Linked DNA regions of Sus scrofa: region 2 is linked to region 1. A link is a contact called in public promoter capture Hi-C data. All regions are on one chromosome and are shown on one strand. Each heading gives the region's core, a stretch centred on a gene start, on an enhancer-like site or on the middle of the called end of the contact. The rest is flanking DNA. Distances are from core to core; before and after follow the strand shown. Region 1 has its middle 280 kb from the start of ZNF385D. Region 2 holds the start of LOC102160336 (ubiquitin-conjugating enzyme E2 E1).

Region 1 (2,867 bases), core at 95-2,594:
GTCTTGACAAGGGCATAAAGTTGCCCATGTTGGTTTTTTCTTACTACTTTGTCAGCAATGCTGGTCTGCTTTACCTGCCTGGATCCTCTAGGAATCTGAGTTGAAAACCCCAAATTAATGAAGGTAAATCTTTTTGTAAAGCAGGGGTGGCTAATTAGAATCAGTTAGTGCTTTTCTAACCCCTATGCCCTAAACATGCAGAATCAAGCCTTAGCGTCTTCTTCCATCTCCCATTTTATTCTCTTTGAGTCTGTTTGCAGTTTGCTACCATCAAACAGTGGTTAATGTGACTCACTTTCAAGAGGAGTTATGGAAAAGAGCATTGTGTAGAAGGACATTTCCTGTGGCTGTCTGTCTTGGGATGTCTCTTAGATGGGATGTGACCCCATCTAAAGAAGCTTGCAGCAGGAGAAAATAATCTTTTTCCAAATATCTTTTTCTTCCAAATTGCTAGTCTTTCTGGAGGGCTAAATTAAGGAATTTATAAAAAAAGCCTTAACATCTTATATATCCTTTAACCCTGTAATTTCATCCTAGGAAACATATTTTGAAGGAATAAGCAGAGATGGTATCACACATTGATTGTGATGGTGTTCATAATTGCAAACATAAATATTTAGGGTGTGTCTGTGTTTTAAAATTAGAATAAACTATGGCATGTTCTTATCATAATTGAAGCTATGAAGCTACTGAAAATAATGTTTTAAAGAATACTCAATGATGGAGTAAATGCCTATGATGTATTATAACATGGACAAAGTCAATAAGATGACAACTCTAAAACACATTTATTTGCAGATATACAGGAAAAACCCAAAATGATTTCATAACAAAATGTTAATGATTATCTAGAACAGGGACTTTCACTTTTTCTCTTTTCTGTAATTTGCAGCATTTGCCACAAATACGTAGCTTTTATAGGGAGGAAAAAGTTTATAAGAATTTTCTTCTCCTCTTCCTCTTCTGGCTTTCCCTCCAGATACGACCCCCTCCCCAGCCTTTAACAGCTGGAATAGGAGAAAGAATAGGTCAGAATAGTCACCAAGTGATGGCTGTTAGAGTCAGACTGCTTGAGTTCAAGTTCCAGTTCAGATATTTTTTGGCTTTATGAGCTTTAGCAAGTTCTTAGCTTTTCCGTACCTCAGTTTCCCCATCTGTAAAATGTGTGTGTGACAATACTTGCATCTTAGGGTTGTTGTAAGGATTTATTGGCCCCAAACAAGCTGACAGCCAGATATTTCTCCAGCAAAGATGATTTCATTTGGGATCAGCAGAGTTGCAGTTCAGAGTCTGCAACCACAGTGAGTCACATGCAAGTCTCTGCAAAACAAGGAAATGAGAAAGCTTTTATAGAGGGAAAAAGGAATCTGGGGGGTGGGGGGCTTTAGTAAACTGAAGAGTTCATGACATTTCAATAGCTGGGTCCTTGCCAGGAAAGAGGAGTAATCTTTTCCTGTTGGGCTCTGCAATCATCACAGAGTGTGAGAGCTCCCCCTTCTGGCCTCCCAGCTCTTATTAGGTGGGGTTTCTGTTTACTAATTTTACACATTAAAGTTTATATTTTAAAGCACTTAAAGCCTAACTTATTTTAGATGTGCTCTGTGTTTATTGAGTAGATCAAATGTAGTATGAGGGTTTTAGATCAGAAATTGTAATAACATTTTAAAATTTAGGTTGCAGAGTTTTGAAGGTATTTGTTTCCTTTGTATTTTTCAATTGACCAAAGATAATTCATAGTCCACTGTGCTTTATGAGGTCGGTCCAAGTTATTGGAAGAGCCATTGACCATTTGGTTACAATGTATCAAAAGATTCTAGAATCTTCTAGAACTCCCCAAGGACAGGATGGGATTCATGAACATTGCTAGAGGGGTTTTGTAGAGCAGCTCTGATGGATTGTGATATAATTTAATGGTTCATTAAACTAAAGGAGGCCATAAATTCAGATCAAACTGCCAGGATGCATACTTTGCCTGTCTCAGAAGAATCTGGAAACATTAGTTTAACAGTCAAGTGGCAACATTCTGTGGCCAAAGTTTTTTTAAAAAATATTCTTGTTAGAGGTTTTCCTAATCACATACTAAATGCAGATGGGATTAACTTATATGCACTGGCCTAGGGACTGTAGGAAAGGGAATATTTTTATTTTAATGGAAAGTGTGCACTTGCTCCTTAAGAAGTATTCCTGGGTCTGAGGCTTCCTGCCTTCAAGGAGCTTGGCACAACCATCCTTTGACTTTGCAGCTGGAAATTGCTGGACCTATTATAAGCACTTCAAAAGTAATTGTTTTTAAATTAGTGATAAGGCAGCTAGAGCTAATATTTTAGGTAAATAAGCTCTTTGCATTTTAGAAATTCCAAGTAAATAAATTCTAGGTTCAGTATATTGGTCATTGCCAACTTCCCAAGCTTGTATCCATTTGACAAATATCCCTTTATGCTCACTCCCAAATTCAGGCATAATGGATCAAAAGTACACCAATCTCACAGCTAAGACCTACCACCAACATTAGAAAAAAATGGCAGTTGTGAACTTGCCAAACAAGTGATCTCTCGTGTTATTTGCCTGAGCTGGGCCCCTCTGCCAAAAATGCTTCATTTCTAGGTATTTGCATGTTGCCTCCAGGTTTCTGATCTACTGTCGCCTTATCAATGAGAACTTTTCCACCCATCTTATATAATAGGGTAATTGACTTCATACATACACATACATGTACATGCATAGATACACACACATGCACTCACATGGAGGCACCCCCTGTATCTTTAACATGGCTTTAGTTTCTTCAATGACACAATTTTCCAAAATATCAAATGTTTTCTTGTTTGGGTATTTATTTTTGGTCATGAAGAATAGAAGCTTCATGA
Region 2 (2,867 bases), core at 101-2,600, 1.1 Mb before region 1:
TGGAGGACGAAGATGAGGAGGAGCTGGTGCTGGCCCTCGAATCGTCATCCGACATAGCGAACCCCCCACCCCACCCCGCAAACAGCCCCTGCAGGGGGAGGGAAACAAAACAGAAACACAAACCATGCAGCCAGTGTAAATAAGGAACTCGGGCGCTGTCAGGAGGGCTTCGGCCGGGGGTGCACCCAGCCGCCCACCGCCCTCCACTCGCTTTTCAAAGTCTTCGGGCCCATCATGGCTTTTGCAAATTGGACGCGGCTTGTTTGTTTATTCGGGGCCCCATGTGGGGGACGTGGTGGGAAAACGGTTGGGAGGGCAGAGAGCAGCCCCTCCCTCGCCCCCCGGGGCTCCCCTCCGGGCGGGGAGAGGAGCAGCCGGCGGGCGGGGGTGCGGGGCGCCCGGCCGGGGCGGGCAGGGAAGGTCCCGGCGGCCAGCCGGCCTCGGGCTGTTTTCGGCGGCTTTCCGGGGGTCGTAGGGGAGCTGGGGGCCAGCCGCCGAGTTTGGCGAGGTCAGGAGGAGAGGAGGGCGGAGAGGAGTAAGAGAGGAAGCCGAAACGGGGGGACGGAGGCGGGCAGCGGGGGCCCGCGTGGGGGAAGGGAGAGGCCGGAGGGGGGTAGGAGCGACGAGGCCCGAGGCCCCCGCCGCGCCCCGACGCCCCTTGCCAGCCAGCCCCCGGACCGTGCGGGTCGGGTCTGCGCGGCCCGGGCGGGGGTCCCAGGCACACGCCCGATCGGCACCCCGGGTGGGGGCGGGGGTGAGGGGGGGACTCGGCCTCCTCTGCTGAGGAATAACAATGAGCCCGTGCGCCCCGGAGGGGTTAATCCCCACGGGCCCCCGCCCCAGGGGAAAACGGGGCTCCCCGCCTCCCCTCCCCCGTTCCCGGCCCCTCGGCGGCCAGCGGGGGGCTCCCGGGGCAGCGCTGACAGTTCGAGCCCTGTGCCCCCCGCCCCCGACGCGGGCGGCCCCGCACCCCACGCGGCCCGGGGCCCTGCCCATCCCCCGCGGGCGGGCCCGGACCCCCGGAGCTCCCTAGCCCCTCTCCGCGCCCCCGGCCCCGTGCCCGGCGGCCCGGGCGGCGCGGGTCGGGGGCGGCGGCGAGGGGTGTCCCCGAAGCCCGGCGGCGCGGCCGGGGGGCGGCAGGCGGCGGGGGGGATCCCCGTACCTCTCTTTGTGTCTGGCTGCTCCGTGCCGCCGCGGCGGCTGCTGCTGCGGCTGCGGCTGGGCCTGGCCACTCGTGTCTCTCTCGCTGGGAGAGAAGCGGAAGTGCAGCAACAGCAACTATTAAACAGGCAATGGCTTCCCCCAGCCACACACGCTCGCACACACACTCCTCCTCCCCCTCCCCCACCCCGTCCGGCCGGTCCCACCCACCCGCGCTCCCCTCCCCGGGCACACCTCCGGGGGGCGCCAGGAGCACCCGGGGACCCCGGGAAGCCCGGCCCCTCCCCGCCCCACCCCCACCCCGGCGCCTCGTCGGGACGCGGGGCCAGGGGGCAAGGGCTGTGAATTTTCTCCGGAGGAGTCTGGGGGACCCCTGGATCCTGGGCTGAAGAGGGGAAGCCGTCCCGAGACTGGGGGCGCTGGGAACTGTCGGGAATAGGGCGACCGCGAGGGGAAGTTCTTACCAAAAGGGCTTTGGGAAAGCGGGGGCAGTTTGGTAAAAAAGATGGTAATCTGGTGCCAGGACTTTGGACTAGTGAATACCGAGGGAACTCCTCCTAAAAAGTGATCAGTTTAAGGGAGAAAGAAAGAAATCCCACAACAGGGTTTCCTTTGGGCTGACCCTGGCTTCCCCCTCTGGCAATTTACCTGCTAGGAGCAGAGGTCGGTTTAGGCACGCCTGTGAGAAAATCCCAAGATTGGAGTTTTCTGCTCAGGCACGTGCAATTTTACAATTTTCGATTCTTCCAGTCACTTTTTATAGAAAGAAGTGTTTTATAAAAGTGATACAGTGGATTTCGTGACAGGTAAAACCAACCAACGTCTAAGAGGCTTTCTAATGTGAGAAATCAATGGGAATAAACCCTCTACTACTGAATTAGACTGGATTTAGAATTTTTGCTGTCGGAAATTATATTAAAAGTTTTGAGGACGGCTGCAGCTTCTTCAGCGACAATATAAATGCTATTCAAATCATAAGATTTTAATAATAATCCCTCTAATTCTTCGGAACTCTTCTTTATTTATCGTGTTTACCAAGATTAATTTTTTTTAGTTAAGCCATCAAATTACAATTCAGTTTCTCACTTATTTGTCATTTCAGTTGCAGGAAACTGAAGAGATATGTGTAGTGTAACATATACTAGGTGTGGTACACTAAGCAACTGCCCAGATTTCCCTGGGCCACTCTAAATTATCCCAAACTGCCATCCTTTTCCATAGCAACAGTGTGGCTTCATTTACCACCGGACAACAGAAGACATAAAGCCAGTGGCATATCCAACTAACCAGGAAAACAAGCATTCTTACCACCCACCTAAACCTCTTCTAGTCCTCAACATGAAACTCCAACTTTTTTAAGAGTCATAAAGTAATCGTGCAGACTTCTTGCTCAGTCCTTTCCGGGAAACCTGTATCTGTCTACTTGCAGAAATTGTCATAGACCTGAGGGGTCCAAAAACTGGGAAAAAACCACTTCAGTCATCATTTCAGCCTCCAGCCTCCTACCTCCAGACAGAGCTATCCCTCAATCACTCAAATGTCTAGAAATTTTGAAAAGATCCTGGAGGTGAGAGTTTGATTTCAAGAATCCTGGTAGACAATACAAAACAAACAAAAAAAACCTCCTTAAACCAGGTTGTATACTTTTTGTCCTTCTGATGATAAAGACATAAATTCAAGAGAAAACAACAAGCAAGCCTGAAATA

What was found. Promoter capture Hi-C pulls out the DNA fragments that hold promoters and counts their contacts.
Region 2: a promoter capture Hi-C map of liver shows a contact between it and region 1, with 8 times the contacts expected there. The contact joins the promoter of LOC102160336 here to the enhancer-like site in region 1. A contact is called at or near these places in 1 of 5 promoter capture datasets (liver), 4 of 47 Hi-C or Micro-C datasets (embryonic fibroblasts, mesenteric adipose tissue, omental adipose tissue and 1 more) and 1 of 2 datasets of contacts at active chromatin or transcription factors (skeletal muscle).

The regions. Positions count from the first base shown.
Region 1 is chr13:9,493,803-9,496,669 of Sscrofa11.1, reverse strand. No RefSeq gene overlaps it. Among named protein-coding and RNA genes, the nearest start is that of ZNF385D, 280 kb to the right of the region's middle. Within about 2 kb of position 1,344, at least 5 of the 83 cell types and tissues checked have an H3K27ac peak or open chromatin away from gene starts, as enhancers often do. A contact at or near this core is called in liver, where this site is marked.
Region 2 is chr13:10,604,320-10,607,186 of Sscrofa11.1, reverse strand. LOC102160336 (ubiquitin-conjugating enzyme E2 E1) reads right to left here and starts at 1,350. Exons shown (of 6, transcript XM_021071421.1): 1 at 1,163-1,350; 2 at 1-88. The coding sequence starts at 55.